3 separate regions of the Mus musculus genome follow, and regions 1 and 2 are each linked to region 3. Evidence: chromatin contacts called from public Micro-C data. All regions are on one chromosome and are shown on one strand. The core of a region is the stretch at or near the end of the contact, and the rest is flanking DNA. Distances in the headings are between cores, read along the strand shown.

Region 1 (2,700 bases), core at 54-2,553, 950 kb before region 3:
GGGTGTCCTCCAGAGAGACGCTGACGTCTCAGCCCCAGAATGTGATGGCATTTAGAAATATCTTTGTGAAAGATAATCGTTAAGATGAGGTCTTTAGCCACGACAATGCGAATGATACCCTTATAAAGGGGGCAGGGGAGAGACTGGACAGAGATACGCATAAAGATGATGCAGATACACTCACACCCGTGTATGTGCACGCACACAGGTGCACACCCGGAGAATGCCATGTGATCGGAAAGCTCGAGATTGGAAAAATACTCCCCAAAGCTAAGAAGTCCCAAGGACAGTTAGCAAACCTGCAGAACTTAGGAGAGTGGTACAGATTCTGCCCCCAAAGAAAGCAATGCTGCCCTAACCCCTGGTCGCAGACTTCCAGCCTCTACAGCTTCAAAATAAACTTCTGTTGCTCGAGCCTCCAGTTTACGACACTTTCTTATGGTTGTGTGACAAACTCACATAACCATCTCCCGAACAGGACTCTCCTATCACCTCTCTGACCTCTGTAAGCTCTGGACATGGCTGAAAACCCAGGTATCCCAACAGGATTGGGACAAAGATGGGCCGGAGCAATGCCAGTTTTGTTTTTCAAACTCAGAGGAAACACTGGAGCACTGCCTCTGGTCAGATTTCAGGTATCTGAGACCACTGCTGTGCTTGTCGCAACCCCAATTTAAAAGCAGCAGATGTTGTTAGTTCATAAATGATGACCCTTTCCAGTGTCTCCTAGAGGGTTTGTCAATCAAGAGGCACTTAGTGCCATTACTATAAGGGGTATGTTCCACACTTGATGCATCGTTAAATTTGCTGCAGGCACATTGGAAAGTGCCCGAATCCTTCATCCTCTCAGCTCAGAGCAACACAGGCCTGGTTTCTCTTCGCTTCTAAGGCCTGGTTAGTTCGTAAGGCTTCCCTGGATGCCAGGCTGCGCAGCCACCAGGGAAAATGCAAGCGGACAGACGTATGCCCAGGCGCCTGGGGTCAGAAAGGGCGGAGGGCCGCTTTGTGAGGGCACAATTTGCAGAGCCTGCTGATCTTGGGAGTCAGGCAGGCCGCCAGGCTCAGGCACCGCACGCATCCCGCGCTAAGGAGCCTGAACAGGACCAGCGCCCCAGAGGGCACCCTGACATGGCCGCCGAAGACCCGCTCCCGCGCCGCTGTCGGGACTCAGGATGACGCAACCACGGCGGGTTGCATCAGCCCGCACCCCCGCGCTTAGCCCGCCTCTCCGCCGCCTTTCTCCGGGCGCTGATTGGGCCACGTTGGACACTGACCTCTGTCTCAGCCAATGGATGGCAGCCACAGAGAGCGCTATCTGCGGAGCCCTGGCACGGGGCGCCCATAAAAGGTACCCGAGACGGGGGCGCGTGTCCCAAAGACGCCAAGTGTCGTTGTGTGGTCTCAGACGGCTGCGTCGCCGCCCGTTCGGCATCCCTGAGCGCAGTCGAGCCGCCAGCGACGCAGACATGGAGCCCGAGCCACAGCCCGAGCCGGTCACGCTGCTGGTGAAGAGTCCCAATCAGCGCCACCGCGACTTGGAGCTGAGTGGCGACCGCAGTTGGAGTGTGAGTCGCCTCAAGGCCCACCTGAGCCGAGTCTACCCCGAGCGCCCGGTGAGTGGGACCCCGGGGTGCCACGCCTGCAGGGTTGCCTGAACTCACCTGTCACACACCACAGGGCGCGAGTCTCCTTCCTGCCCAACCGTCTCCTGTGCCCCTCTGCTCGCCCTAGCGCTTGTCATCTCTTCTGGGCCTCCACCAGTCCGCGCTTGCCCTCTTCTAGCCCCTCATCTCTTCACCTCCCATTACACCTAACTCCCAAGGCTGTCACACATCTGCCCCACGTCCCTGTACCCTCTCCTCATCCTCCCAGGGAAACAGTAATTTGACCTTAATGAGTCATTTCCCCATCCGAGTCCCAGTGACCCTCCACAAACTACTAGGTGACTGACTGGGTGTTCCCAGTTCGGCTTGCATCTGATGGGTAGAAATAAGAAAAGTAAATGTTGCCAAACGAGACTTCTGGGTGTACCGAGGACAGACAGTATATGTGCCAGATTGGGCCATTGGCTAGAGGGTGGGGTGCGTGCCCAGTCACCAACTTCTGAAGGTCCCACGCCCATAGGCTAGACATGGCTCTTCTCCTGCAGCCTTCCGTTGACCGCCCCTCCCTGTCGCGCCGCACTTAGTCTCGGGGAGGAGCCCCCTTAACTTTCTAGCGAAGGATGACTGAGAAAGGAAGCCAGCAGCTGGAGTAGCCCTGAGTCTGATTTGACGACAACCGTGGGTCAGTTAGGAGACTTTCTTGTTCCGTGGGGTTCCCCACCCCTCCCCCTCCCCCTTTGGTTGACACATCTGTCAACAGCTCCCTAGCCCCGCCCACCCCTCCGGTCCCTGCCACGTGACGGAGGCTGTGCGCTGGACCTTCCTGTATTTACTTTGTTCTCTGATGTTATGTAAGTGTCCACGAGTACAGTTCTGGATCCGACAGGAGAGGGCAATCGGGTGGCTGCAGATGGGGACTTTGAACAGTGGCCTTAGAGCTCCAACCGGCAGTGGCGCGTGGGTTTCAGTTTGTTTTTGTTCCGAGTTGTCGGGAAAGTAAACAAGGCTTTTCCTTTTAGAATTGGCGAGGAACTTTATCACTTTGGGTGTAAGCGTCTAAGCCCCTGGAACTGGTCGGGGCAGTGTGTAGGATCTC
Region 2 (2,700 bases), core at 139-2,638, 640 kb before region 3:
GCTATATGCGACTCTTGTCTCAAAAAAACAGAAACAAATTGAATCAAACAAAATAAATAAAACAAACAAGGCAATCACCAAGAGCCCAACACTCCAGGGTCGGCAGTGTCTGCGCGGCAGAGTTAAATTGGTCCCAGAAGAGAGCCTCATGCTACCCTCCCTGATCTCATCAAAACCAAACAGTACCCAAAACCACTCCAGGAGAAGACATTAAAATGCAAATTTCTTGCTGCGCTTTTGGAGATTCAAAGAGCAGTTTCACATTTTTTCCGGGGTTGGGGCCCAAGAATCTGAATTTTAAACAAACCCAGGGAGGAGACGGAGGGGGAAGGGGGAAGGGGGAAGGGGGAAGGGCGAAGGCTCACCAAGGAAGATCAGAAATCTCGAAACCAAGATAGTATGTATGCCCTAGGTGGAGATGGCCCAGGAAAGCCTCCCGACTCCCCAGCCCGGCCTGGCAGCCTGGCTCGAGGTGCCCACTGGAGGGATGATGACAGAAACAGATGCATGCCCACCTGCGGTGCTACCCTATTCCTCTACCAGCGGACCTCTCAGTTAATGGAGACCGTTCCCTAGGGGCAGCCACAGGCCTCCAGACCCTCGCAGGAGGGGACTATGAAAAGACAGCTGACATCTCAGAATGCACCCAATGGGAACGGGCAACTCTAGGATCTTCAGCTGGGACCTGCACAGAGTACGGGGGATGGCAGACACGTGGTTTCTTGCCTCTGCGAATCTCCACAGCCCAAGGAAGGAGATTCGACCAGCAGACCCTGGGTAGGTGCCCTGGTGGGAGCGCGCGTGTCAGAGCCACTGATGTGGTGTTCTGCCCTGTCCAGGAGGGCTACAGAGCGGTCGCATTTAGTGGTTAAAGCCGGGTGAAGAGGAGGGCAGTGGACTTTGCCCGGCGGAGAAAGCCAGGGCACGGTCCCAGAGGGAAGGGGGAAGGGTAGAAGAGAAGGGACAGACTGGCGGACAGTTGTGCGCAGCTATCTCAGCTACGGTATCGCCACGGTAACCACCCGGGTAGGGTGTGTATGGTCCCCTCCACAAGAGTCATGCTGTGCTCGCAGGGATGTCACACGAGCGTCCCCAGGTGCAAGCTTCCCGGCGATCTTGGGAGTGAGCGTCCCGGGGGTCCCCGGAGAGTCCCCCATCCAGTCCCCGAGCTACCCGGCTCACCAGCTGCAGAAGCGCGAGCACCCCAAGAGCGGAGCGCACGAAGCCCAGATCCGGTCGCAGCGCAGACACAGAGGCTCCCACGCCCTGCGCGGGGCTGCTGGTCCTCGTGCTCACTTTCGACGGGAACTCCGCCATAGCGATCGCGAGCCTACGACGCTCTGGCCGCGCTCCCGGCGCTGCTCCGGGGCTGCGACTGCGGCTCCGGCTGCTGGCGCTGCTTGGGTACCCTAGACAGAACTCACAGGTGCGCGAAGCCCAGCCCCGCTCCGCCCGAGGCCCCGCCCCTTCTTGAGGCCCCGCCCCTTAACCCTGGGTTCGCCTGTTTGGATAGAGATTTTGAAGAAGTCCGTAGACCGATCTACAGACAGCCAGGCAGGAAAAAATAAATCCAGGTAGTGGCAACTGCTGCTGTGACTGAATCTAACAGGGCGAGGCAGAGTGACCAGGAGATTTTTAGATGGTTGTTTTAGGGTCTCTATTACGGTGGTAGAAAACCATGACCAAAAGCAAATTGGGGAAGAAAGGGTTTATTTGTCTTATGCTTCCATATCATTGCTCATCACTGAAGGAAATCAGGACAGGAACTCAAGCAGGGCAGAGACCTGGAGGCAGGAGCCGATGCAGAGGCCATGGAGGGGTGCTGCTTACTGGCTTGCTTCCCCTGGCTTGCTCAGCCTGCTTTCTTATAGAACCCAGGACCCAGGGATGGCACCGCTCACAATGGACTGGGCCCTCCTCCATCAATCACTGAGAAAATTCTCTACAGGGCTTGCCTAGAGCCCGATCTTATAGAGGCATTTTCTCAATCCAGGTTCCCTCCTCTTGGATTGCTATAGCTTGTATTAAGTTGACAGAAAAGGAAGGAGCACATTAGTCAAGGAAGACCTGTCAGAAGTGGTGACATTTGTGCAGAGGCCTGAATCTGTGAGTAGGAGGAAACCTTGGGAGGATTTAAGTGAGGAGCAAAGGCGCAGTGGCAGGACCAACCTAGGCAGTTGGGGAAATAGAAAGCAGGTCCCCAAAGGGACTGGAGCTGAGCACATGAGGGTGACACTGACCCCCAGTGGGTAAGGACCAGGTCACAGAAGCTGTGTAGGTGACTGTACTATCCTATGGCTCCTTGTGACAACTTATCACAAGCTCAAGGTCCTAACAAAAGTTTCTTCTCAGTGATGGAGGCTAGATATGCAAAGGCATCATCACGGAGACACAGTCATGGTGTCCTGAGCTCAGGCAACCTCTGGGGTACTTTTGCCCACTTTTTGTCTTGAGACAGGAGATTGCTCTGTAATCCAGACTGACTTCATGCTTTTGACATTCCTCGTACCTCAGGTCTTTGCAGGCTGGGATTACAGATGACCTGCCGGCAGGGGATTCTGGTACCCTACCTAGCTCTGCCTCTCCTCGTATCATCAACTCTCCTCTTACTATGCACAAGATATCTCTCTCTCTCTCTCTCTCTCTCTCTCTCTCTCTCTCTCTCTCTCTCTCTCTCTCTCATCTCTTTTGTAAGGATAT
Region 3 (2,846 bases), core at 51-2,550:
AGAGAGGAGCGGTGGACTGCACGGAACACTGTCTGATCTAGCTGTACTAATCCAACTGTGTGTTATTTTTCCTGGTATGAATGGCTGCCAGCCCCATCAGCCGCCCCCACTCCCCACCTCCTAGAGCAACCCCACTGCCTACCCTGACCCTTCTCCAGTAAGGAGAAGCCAGGAACACTCTTAGCTCACTGCACAAGAGCTGGAGAGAGAAGTGGAGAGGAAAGGCAAAGAGAAGCCCCCACCCGCGCCCCACCCTAGCCCTTTTTCCTCTCAGAGTCACCGAATGAAAGCTGATCTCCTCCCATCAGGCCCAGCTGGGCTGCCTGCTGTCAGCTCCTGCTCCGGATGGCCCAGCCACTGCGTCCCGAAAAGGGGGTGGTTCCGGCCGAGGAAGGCCCCAGAGCCTCAAACGGTGCCCGGGAAGCAACTGTACTTCCAGGCCCAGCCTGGATCGCCTCGGAGCTCAGGAGGCTCTCCCTGGGTGCAGGGGCTACTGGAGTGGCCCCCAGATGCAGTCCCGGGTGCCCTGCCACTCACCTGCTCCAGGGGTCAGGCGCGGGACAAGCGAAGACCAGCTGCTTTCTCTGCCGCCTCTTTATTCCGGCTCCATCCGCCGCGGCGCGGCCTACGCGTCCTGCCAATCCCCGGGCCTCGCGTAGCAGAGGCAGGCAGCGCGGAGTCGGGAGACAGGTTTGCAGCAGCCGGAACCGACGAATCGACCCGCGCACTCGGGTTAGCGGGACCGGGGCAGCGGACGGACGGGCGAGCGGACAGACCGACGGGTCTTGCAGAGACCGGCGGACAGAGGGTCGGCGCGAGGCCGGGTAGGCGGGGCCGGGGGAGGAGCGGCAGCCGGGGCGGCGGCTGCCGAGAAGCCCGCGGCGCGGAGCGAGGCCGCCCCCTGTCGGGGACCCGCGGCCCCGCTGGCCCGAGCCTGTGGGTACGGAGGGGCGGGGCTGGAGCCTCGGGATCCGCTCGCCGGAGCCTACGGTCGCGGAGGAGCCGGGATCCTCATCCCCGGCTCGCCGCAGCCCCACCTGACTCTCCGGTCTTCTGCAGCTGACCTGCGGCTCAGCTCGCTCTCAAGAGGGATCCTGAGACTCCAACTTTTTGCAAGTCTGGCAAACAGACCCGCAGACCTGTGGAACCCACACTGGGGCGACGGAGTGATCCGGAAGGCCGCCTCCTACAGCCTTTACCGCACAGGCGGTGGCCGCCGTCCGTCCTAAGCTCCACTGGGCTTCGCCCCCCGGGTCGCCAGGCCCCGCCCCGAGGTGGAGCTACTCTAGGTCCCGCCCCCCACAGAGCACTTCCGGCTCAGAGGAACTCCGGGCGTCGGATCAGGTTGTCGGTGGACACGGCTTGTGGTCGAGGCCCCATGAGCTCGGCGCCCCTGGTGGGCTACAGCAGCAGCGGTTCAGAGGATGAAGCGGAGGCTGTCGCCGCGGGGCGGAGCAAACCGGGTACTGGCTTCCACCGTTGGTGAGGATCGAGGAATTTTTCTCTCTCGAGCGTAGATTCTTTTGAAACCCTAGTGGGACCCGAGCCTCCCGGGGAACCAAGAGGGTGGGTCAGTTCCCCGGTAAGAGAAAAAGGGATGTCGAGGGAAAGGATTCAGGACACACCCTGGACAAAGCCCTGGAATGGCACTACCACACACACACCCTGGCTAAGGCAAAGTTGGGAGTGAGGACACGGGTTCAAGTCCAGCCCTCTCCGTTGGTGCGTTTTTTTTTTTTTTTTTTCTCTTTTGGAAAGCAACTATGTTTCTTCCCAGATGTTTCCTCGTTTGAACACTATGCAATAATAACCCAAGCTTTTCGTTCGTCTAGTAAATGGTTAATGAATAGCCACCGTGAGCCACACGGTAGACTGGAGACACCAGCCTGTTGAAAAACCCATGAAAATCTCATGCGCCAAGAGGCTTAAATCTTCGAGGTTCTTAAATACTGGTCTTTGCTGACTGTAGTGTGTCGGTTCATTGCACAAGAGCTCTAGCAAGTAAAAATATGCTCTACACGTGAGGAAATTAATGTAAGCCAAGATCACAGAGCTACTTGAGTTCAGGCCTGTCCAACTATCTAATAGGGACCTCCAAGCCACACTGCTACCTGCTGAAATGTTTCCATGGGGACCAAGAGCCAGCTGAGGTCTGCCTTCCCAGCTAGGAAACTTAAGCAGTTCTAGAAAGCTATGGTTCTTTAGTAGAAGCTCAACCCCTTCCTGGAAATGAACACTCAGCCATTGTGGCTGAGGGAGGAGGATCAAGTTCGAGGCCAACATGGCAAGACTGGTGTGGGTAAGAATCACTGTGCATAACAGCTTAGAACTACCGTTGTTCAAAGGGGTATCAATGAGGATAAATGTGTGTTCTTCTTTTGCAGTGGCCAGAACCCCGTTCCCAGTGAGAAGCTTCCAGTGCCTGACAGTGTGCTAAGTATGTTCCCCAGCACAGAGGAAGGGCCTGAGGACGACAGTGCAAAGCATGGCGGTCGAATCCGAACCTTTCCCCATGAGCGGGGCAACTGGGCCACCCACATCTACATACCGTGTGAGTCACTGACTAAAGTGCCTCTAGCTCTGGCTAGGAGGAAGACACCAGGGCTGCTGTGTGCTGGACTCAGCTCCCACCGCAGACCTGAGGAGACAATGGACTGCCTAACTGCTGAAGTAGACCTTCCTGCACTGGGTGTTCTGTCAGCTACTGGGTGTCTCATTTCTGCACCTCTAAAGTGGGGGTGATGCTATCTATCTCTTTGGAAGATTAAATCAGATAATCTATGCCAATTAGCACAATACACAAAATGGTGGCTCTGATTTTGTGTAGACTCACCCATTACCAGTAT

Evidence for each region. A called contact is a pair of places that touch in the nucleus more often than the background predicts.
Region 1: a contact with region 3 is called in a Micro-C map of embryonic stem cells, with 4 times the contacts expected there. The contact joins the promoter of Herpud1 here to the promoter of Usb1 in region 3. A contact is called at or near these places in 3 of 39 promoter capture datasets (the SN4741 cell line, hippocampal neurons and pre-B cells), 1 of 484 Hi-C or Micro-C datasets (embryonic stem cells) and 2 of 115 datasets of contacts at active chromatin or transcription factors (memory CD8 T cells and pancreatic cancer cells).
Region 2: a contact with region 3 is called in a Micro-C map of embryonic stem cells, with 2.0 times the contacts expected there. The contact joins the promoter of Pllp here to the promoter of Usb1 in region 3. A contact is called at or near these places in 3 of 39 promoter capture datasets (embryonic stem cells, neural stem cells and pre-B cells), 4 of 484 Hi-C or Micro-C datasets (CD4 T cells, CD8 T cells, effector CD8 T cells and 1 more) and 7 of 115 datasets of contacts at active chromatin or transcription factors (the SCID.adh cell line, embryonic stem cells, epiblast stem cells and 3 more).

What each region holds. Positions count from the first base shown.
Region 1 is chr8:94,385,126-94,387,825 of GRCm38.p6, forward strand. Herpud1 (homocysteine-inducible, endoplasmic reticulum stress-inducible, ubiquitin-like domain member 1) reads left to right here and starts at 1,304. Exons shown (of 8, transcript NM_022331.2): 1 at 1,304-1,613. The coding sequence starts at 1,467.
Region 2 is chr8:94,694,854-94,697,553 of GRCm38.p6, forward strand. It overlaps Pllp (plasma membrane proteolipid), which reads right to left and starts at 1,389. Exons shown (of 4, transcript NM_026385.4): 1 at 1,183-1,389. The coding sequence starts at 1,317.
Region 3 is chr8:95,330,984-95,333,829 of GRCm38.p6, forward strand. Usb1 (U6 snRNA biogenesis 1) reads left to right here and starts at 1,301. Exons shown (of 7, transcript NM_133954.2): 1 at 1,301-1,482; 2 at 2,385-2,551. The coding sequence starts at 1,379. Zfp319 (zinc finger protein 319) reads right to left here and starts at 828. Exons shown (of 2, transcript NM_024467.4): 1 at 538-828.